Regions from separate parts of the Mus musculus genome. Here region 1 is linked to region 2. The links are chromatin contacts, called in public Hi-C maps. All regions are on one chromosome and are shown on one strand. Each heading gives the region's core, a stretch centred on a gene start, on an enhancer-like site or on the middle of the called end of the contact. The rest is flanking DNA. Distances are from core to core; before and after follow the strand shown. Region 1 overlaps Col22a1 (collagen, type XXII, alpha 1). Region 2 has its middle 18 kb from the start of Fam135b.

Region 1 (3,963 bases), core at 388-2,887, 140 kb after region 2:
CTCTAAAGCTGGGAATAAAACTCCCAAATCACTGCAACATATCTGATAACCTAAGATGGCCATCTGGGATGGGCGGTAGTGTGCTTCAGAAAGAGCTAGCAGTTTCAGGGTGACTTGCTGGATGACAAGACCATTAGAAGTAGAAGATACAAAAGAATATGTTCTTCATGTTTTTAAGCTGTTTTTGTTCAAGAGACCCTTACTCTGTAGCCTGAACTGGCCTAGATCCAACCTCATGACCCCAGTCTAGCCTCAAACTTAAAAAAAATAAATAAATCTTCCTATCTCTAGCTCTTCCTCTCAAGGTTGGGATTATAGGCATGTGTCACCACTGGCAAGAAGGACATTTTAAGGAAATTGTTTTTATGAATAGGCACAAGTGGTAAGAAGTGATTTTATAATAAGATACTTATGAATATTTAAATATGCATATCTTATTAAATGTCCGAGCCCCAATCCTAAGATCAATGAGTGACTCTGGCCCACATCCTCTCAACTCCATGTATCTGAGTTGGCATCCTAACTCTCACTGTATATGGGTGTGGCTACAGTTGAATTTGCTGCTTCCCATGTCTTAGTGTCCCCTGCAGCCCCTCACCAAGGCCTACAATAACACTTTCTTTATCCCACATTATGGCTGCATGCAATTTCAAATGAGGACAAGTAGCTCAGTCTTCAAGAAGCCACCAAAGCAGGATAAGAGCCTTCCTGACCCCCCTCAGCCCTCTCATCCCCTTCTCAACTACCTGCCTACTTTGCCGTTTCCTCATCCAATTGTCCCCTGATTCGAGAGCTGAAAGAGGCCAAGGAATGTACCACTAACAGTATTATGTCCTACAGTCTACCCTGTAGATGTGCCACAATTAAAATAATAAGGTACTGGCCATTCAGGTAAACTTGAGTAAATGAAGTGGGATTCTGTGTAGGGAGAGCTTTGGGTTTTCCCCTGCTGACTCAAGGGGATATTGCCTTTTTAGAACTGTAGTAGCTGGTGAATTGAGGGAGAGTTTGGCTGGTGTTCATCCATTTTCTTCTTCCTCTTGGGTATGCAACTAAGTTGATATTCTCCGGCCTTCTTGTCATGAACATCACTAGAATTTGGTGGCTGGACATAATAACCAATTTCCAGTGCTGGCCCCAAACATTTTCCTAACATCATCTTCCCTCTCTATCCCTACTCATCATGTATGCCAAGGCTTTGGGGAAAGACAGAGAAATACCAGGATAATATTGCTATCCCTGACTAGACCAGGACCCCACCCCAACACACACACACCCCAAGAGAAGACTTAGCCCTTGGCTAGGCCGGGTGAAAAACAGTACTTTTCTAATAATTTAATCAGTGTTACTGCTGTGGGTAGTACATCACCATCTCAAGAATTCCTGTATGAAAAAATGTGGGAGGGGTTGAGGTAACCAGAGATGCTTACAACCAAAAAAAAAAAAAACAAAAAAATAAAAACAAAAAAGTACATACCCTCTAAGTGGTCACAGGTACCATCTCCAATTTGCTTAGACAAGCACTCACCTTGATTCCTAAGGGACCAGGTAACCCAGGTGGTCCACGTAGTCCCTGTTGAAATGAACAACATAGATCCATGAGAGCTGAACCACTCAACACATACCAGGTTGCTGCCCTCTGCTGGAGCAGTAGTTGGAGAGCAATGTGAGTACATTCCATCATAGGTCCTGGGTGTGATTCCCGACTCTGCCACCTCCTGACCTTATTTGGACAAACACAAGTGTCACTGTTCCTTATTGTGTTTTTCTACTTCTGGTCTCCATGCTAAGGCCACCCAAAAGGAAGCAGCAAGATCAAGCTTCAAAGCCAGGCTCACTTGACCCCATGACCCCTAAACCTAGTCTCCTTCTTTATCACACTCTGGATAGGGACTCCATTTCTAGCTGATGAGCTTGGCCTAGTAAAGGCACTCATACACACACTTGAAATGTAAGTCTATTTTTGGCTGGAGGAGCTCAGTGTGGACCAAGAATCCTCTCTCTCTCTCTCTCTCTCTCTCTCTCTCTCTCTCTCTCTCTCTCTCTGTGTGTGTGTGTGTGTGTGTGTGTGTGTGTGTGTGTGTGTGTGTGTGCCACAACCACCACTGGGTACTCTGAAACTTGTTTGTTTCCCTTGGATCCTGAGCCTGCAGCCAGAACCCCGTGTGCTACGAGCTGGCTTAGTGTACAGCTACCCTGTGTGCCCATTTGCAGTTTTGCCCTGCCAGGGATCCAGTTTCCTGTGGTCAACCACAGGCTGAAAGGATTAAGTCACAGATTTCAGCAGTAATTCATGAGTTAGGAAACACTGAAAGTTTTCTACTTTCTTGTTATTTTTAAGCACGCTGATTGACGACAGGACTATGTCCCTGGGCCAAGAGACATCTTGTGCATCACCTAGGGCTTGCTTTCTAAAATAAGTCTTTGCTTTTGCTCTGTTCTCTTCTCCCCTGTCAGCCTGGCTTCCAAAAGCTCAAAGCATGTCAGCCCACCACTTACCGGCTCCCCATCCTTGCCCTTTCCTGGTGGCCCTGGGAGACCAGGAGCACCAGGATCTCCCCGTGGACCAGCTGGCCCTGGGCTGCCTTCTTCCCCTGCTGTTCCCTGGGGACAAAAAGAGGACCTTGATGAGCATTAGCAGCAGGCAGAACTCTGCTATCCAACGGCTAATCAGCCTGAGCCTGTGTGTGGCAGTGGCTTCCTGAGCTGTCTGTCCCTCTCTGAAGCATCAGAAGACAGACTGCTCAGTGGAAGTGAGAAGTTGAACTCTGTTCCCCACATTCACATGCTGAAGTCCTTTCCCCCAGCAGAGCCTCCACCAAGCCTCACCCTCCCTGTCTCTATCTCCTTCTCTAACAACAGTCATGATTGTTTTCCCACACAGTCAAGAGAAGGTGTTTGGCTCCCCCGAGAGGTCATATAGGCCAACAGCACACAGAAATATAATTTGAATATATCCCTTTTAAAATTAGATTAGAAATAATCTACTTGATGAATTTGGAGTGGCCCTCACCTCTAATCCCAGCATTTGGGAGGCTGAGGCAGGGGAATTGCCACAAATTCGAAGCTGGCATAAACTGCAGAGGGGGTTAAAGGCTGGCATGAGCCACAGAGTGAGATCCTATATAAGGCACCAGCCACATTTGGGCAGTTGTGTAGACTGCTGTAGATAACACATCTGGAGAAATGACACCACACTATCACCTCCTTGTCACATATTCTCTCCCCAGGCCATGCCCCTGCCTACAGTCCTTGGGGTGATGTTCATATGCGTGGACCAAAGCTCCTTATGCCATCCTCTCTTCACAGCTAAGCAAATTCAAGTGTAGAGAGAGTGCCATTTGCTAGGGTGATGGTTTCTCAGCCTTGGTCTTGTTGACACTGAGTATGGCTGAACCTTGTCTGTTGTGAGTGTTTCGGACAGTATCCTTCCCTGTGTTTTGTGATAGTTGAGGGAGGATCCTGTTCTGTATATGCTAAGCTAGGTGCAGCTCCTCTCCTTGGCACAGGGATCACCAAATGTCATGAGGAGGTGGGACTGTTCCTACTGAAAACCACTGTTCTGACCCTATTTCAGAGGCCCACAACTCGGACATGGAACCAGCCTTTGATGAGTCTGAAACTCAAACTCTCCTTTGGGTACCGATGAACACCATGGGTTTGCCAAGCTTTGCCTCAGCATCGATAGCATGGATGAGAACCTTCCTTAAAGCACACAGCCATGTCAGAGCAATGTGCAGAGGGACTGCACAGGATGCCTTGTTCTTCCTAAGCCTGTGGGCTCTTTCTAGTTGATAAAAAGAGGGATCTTGTCTCCCTCTTCGATATAATAAGCAAAACACTTTCCCAGGCTTGGGAAGGGTTCCCTGGAAACCATGATGCTCAGTGGATAAGTGGATCACTGAATTAAAAGTGGAGTATACCCTGAGATCCAGATCTGCTGCTCACCAGCCCTGAGATATA
Region 2 (3,896 bases), core at 314-2,813:
GAGAGAGGGGAGATAGGCTCACTGGAGTGTGGGTGACAGGGAATGAATGATTCAACCTAGAGAATACAGGAGGAAGCGTCAAGATTAAAGCATTTGTTCTTTTCTGTGTTAAAGCAAGGACTTGACTCTGTGCTCCATGCACTGCAGAAGTTCTAAAACATGGAGTCTCAAGGCCAATAAGGTGATCACGGTATATGAATACATCTTAACAGCCCACAGCAGTGGACGCTAGAATACAAAGAGACTTGTTATGAAGATTCTCCACTGAAAATCACGCCCAATCACACTCAGTTTGGGTCTACCTCTTTCTGAAGAGGATATTTGGGCCAGATATCTGCTTATTAAGGCTTGATAAACCCTTCTAATGGGTATAGTTGGGGATATCCTGGGAGCTTCAGAAATACTCTTTAAATTCAATGTTAATTACCAATAAGAAGGTGTTTGCTCTGAAACCTGATGAAAATCAAATTGCTTAATATAATACTAATCCAGAATAACACAGGCTTTATGATGACTGCAGTTCATGCTACAGACATCTGGGGGACTCATTACCACGCATCACCATGTCTGGTCATACCTTCACATCTTAACTGCCCATTGCATTCTTATTTATGAGAACTAAAGTTCACATCATGCCTATATTCCATGAGTAATAAAGAACATGTTATAAGGTCTTCAGTTGCCACAAGTGGATCTCTTGATAATTTTGACTTTCTTATTTTATAATACTGTCACCTTCCTCTTCAAGATAGTCCTGGCTCCTAATAACTTGGTGTGTATGTCAGCACCTTAAGTCTTCTTTGCTACTTCTTGCAAATTATCTAAGCAAAGCACCAAGTCACAGATGCCCCCTTGCAATGCTAGGAAAGTTGCACTCATGAGGAGATGTTAGTGCATTATTTGCAATAACAAAGTAAAAGAGGTAGGTTGCCATGTACAATAGAGAAGACAACTTGAATAAAATAAAAGATGACAGACACACTGCTAACCAACAATCCTAAGTGCTCTTTAATAGTGTCTAAAACAGTGTTCTAGTAAGTGAAAAAAATATTTATAAAAGTTTTGTGGGATGATCCCATTTTTGTGCAAACAGAACAAAATAAAACAACTCAAAAATCTACAAAATCAAAAAAGGTGGGGAGTCCGAAGTGCTCTGTATTCTGTGCACTCTCTATATGATTCAGACATCAAAAGTTAATACATTCTCTCTTTATCATCCAGACAAAAATAAATGTGAATTACTTATAATAGCATTGATTCAAATGCCCCAAAGTTTGTAATCTTTTTAATAGTCATCTATCCTTCCATTCACTCTTCCTATAAAAAGGATACATCTCACTGCTTTTTGCCACTATTGGGATGTATCCAGAACAGAGAGAAGTGGTCCAAATCTGCAGGTGGATACAGGGCAGTGCAAAGACTGTGAGTGTCCCTTGCACCACCCCTAGCTTTGCCTTCAGTGTTATTTTTTGTGCTACCTAATATGCAGTTTCTTGTGCCTGGTCAGCAGCAGCAGAGTAAGGGACCAGTGGAACATACTCAGGCTGAGCAAGGTGCAGTATCACATCTGACTCAGACCCTGGGCTGGCATCCAAGAGACAGAGATGCTAGCAAAAATACGGCTGTAGGATGGGCTTGAAGATGGAGGCTGGTTGTGATTTAAACAAAGTTTTTAGCTGATTTTATTCTGAAGGCTTCCTTCGGCCTATGCTGGCATTTTCTTTGTCTTGAGGAAGAAAAATGAAACTTTGAGCATCTAAGACCTCTGGACACTAGAACATAAATGCTGGCAACGATGCCTCTTAATCATGTCTGTCTCAGGATCTCACTGATGCTAGATGTGTGGGTCACCAGGGGATGTTCTGACTCCCAGGGAACTGCCAAGCTCCTGATTTCATTTTATGTGTAAGTGGGAATAATGGCTTCAGCTTTGCCTGCCTTTGGGGGAAGGGCATCTTTTAGCCAACAAAAAGACAAAAAGATACACTCCTCACATGTATTTTCATATTCCAAGCTAATTTCATGCATAGACATTTCAGTTTGGAGCAAGCCAAACCATCCCCCTAAAATGCTATTTCTTCACAAATGCATCATTGGAAGCCTTTGTGAAGGCTCCAATTAAGATTTTGATGTTTAAAAGAAATGCATTTCATCTCTCCACACATAAAAGTAATTTACTAACATCCTACATAAAGGATCCTTTTCATTTAAAAGAAGAAATCTTAATAATGGATGATTGCTTTATGAATATGAAAATTACATATCTGTTGCATAATCAGACATTTAATTGACACATCATTCCACTTCCCATGGAGTATGTGGAACAGATTTGGAATTGTATGACTGATTGTTCTTCTGCTTCTTCTTGAAAATGAGAGGACTATTATTTTGCTAAGGGTATAAGGAAATATTTCATTCAAATCTTCTGTTATTGATCAAGCACCTGTTATATGCATGCAAAAGGCTGTTATAGAATCCACACTGTTCTGGGAGGCATTCTTGTTACACTGAGGCTCAAAACGCAAGTGGGTCCCGGACAGATCATTATAATGTTCACCGGTTAAAAATATATATCACGAAAGTGTTCTCAAAGACATGAAAACAGGGAAGGCACTATCAAATCTTTTTGTTTGTTTGTTTGTTTGTTTTTTGTTGTTTTTTTTCTTTTTTTTTTATTATTAGGTATTTTCCTCGTTTACATTTTCAATGCTATCCCAAAGGTCCCCCGTACCCACCCCCCCATCCCCCTACCCCCCCACTCCCCCTTTTGGGCCCTGGCATTCCCCTGTACTGGGGCATATAAAGTTTGCAAGTCCAATGGGCCTCTCTTTGCAGTGATGGCCCACTAGGCCATCTTTTGCTACATATGCAGCTAAAGACAAGAGCTCCCGGGTACTGGTTAGTTCATATTGTTGTTCCACCTATAGGGTTGCAGTTCCCTATAGCTCCTTGGGTAATTTCTCTAGCTCCTCCATTGGGGGCCGTGTGACCCATCCAATAGCTGACTGTGATCATCCACTTCTGTGTTTGCTAGGCCCCGGCATAGTCTCACAAGAGAGAGCTATATCTGGGTCCTTTCAGCAAAATCTTGCTAGTGTATGCAATGGTGTCAGCATTTGGAAGCTGATTATGGGATGGATCCCTGTATATGGCAATCACTAGATGGTCCATCCTTTTGTCACAGCTCCAAATTTTGTCTCTGTAACTCCTTCCATGGGTGTTTTGTTCCCATTTCTAAGAAAGGGTAAAGTGTCCACACTTTGGTCTTCGTTCTTCTTGAAGTTCATGCGTTTGGCAAGTTGTATCTTATATCTTAAGGATCGACTTTGGACAAACACTTGAAACATAGTTAATACCCAACACAGTACTGTCTGATGGATATCAACAGCTCTGTCTCACACATGAAATGATTAAACCCCAGCAACAGCAGCTTATCTCCCTGAACACAGATTGTAGAAATCAAGAGAAGAAACACTGTAGGTTCAAATGTTTGCCATTGTTACATACTAAGCTGCCACTCCTGTTAACAACAACAGTAGCAGTAGCTCAGAGAAAACCAGTGCATTGTCAAGAACAGGGTATGTGTGTGTGAATGCGCATGTTCTTGTGCACACGCGCATGCATTTGTGTGTGTGTGTGTGTGTGTGTGTGTGTGTGTGTGTGTCCAGGGGTACACTACACAGATCCATATCATGTTCGGTTTATACCATCACCAAGACTGGTCCAGGAGGAAAAGTGATGAGCGCATTGTGACAGTGTCAGCAGTTCAGGAGGCCTCATGTGATCATATGATAGTATTCACAGGGTGGAGATCCATGCACAGGTAAACATACCATTTTCACATCCCTCCACTCACTCATCTACTTCTCCAAACCGTACAAATGTATTAAATTCCT

What was found. A called contact is a pair of places that touch in the nucleus more often than the background predicts.
Region 1: a Hi-C map of cortical neurons shows a contact between it and region 2, with 2.5 times the contacts expected there. The contact joins two enhancer-like sites. A contact is called at or near these places in 1 of 15 datasets of contacts at CTCF or cohesin (the NIH/3T3 cell line), 33 of 484 Hi-C or Micro-C datasets (the STO cell line, adipose-derived mesenchymal stem cells, cerebellar granule neurons and 13 more) and 1 of 9 other capture datasets (embryonic stem cells).

Annotation. Positions count from the first base shown.
Region 1 is chr15:71,887,989-71,891,951 of GRCm38.p6, forward strand. Col22a1 (collagen, type XXII, alpha 1) reads right to left here. Exons shown (of 64, transcript NM_027174.1): 38 at 2,500-2,604; 39 at 1,529-1,573. Among named protein-coding and RNA genes, the nearest start is that of Col22a1, 140 kb to the right of the region's middle. Within about 2 kb of position 1,638, at least 36 of the 459 cell types and tissues checked have an H3K27ac peak or open chromatin away from gene starts, as enhancers often do. A contact at or near this core is called in cortical neurons, where this site is marked.
Region 2 is chr15:71,743,653-71,747,548 of GRCm38.p6, forward strand. No RefSeq gene overlaps it. Among named protein-coding and RNA genes, the nearest start is that of Fam135b, 18 kb to the left of the region's middle. Within about 2 kb of position 1,564, at least 4 of the 459 cell types and tissues checked have an H3K27ac peak or open chromatin away from gene starts, as enhancers often do. A contact at or near this core is called in cortical neurons, where this site is marked.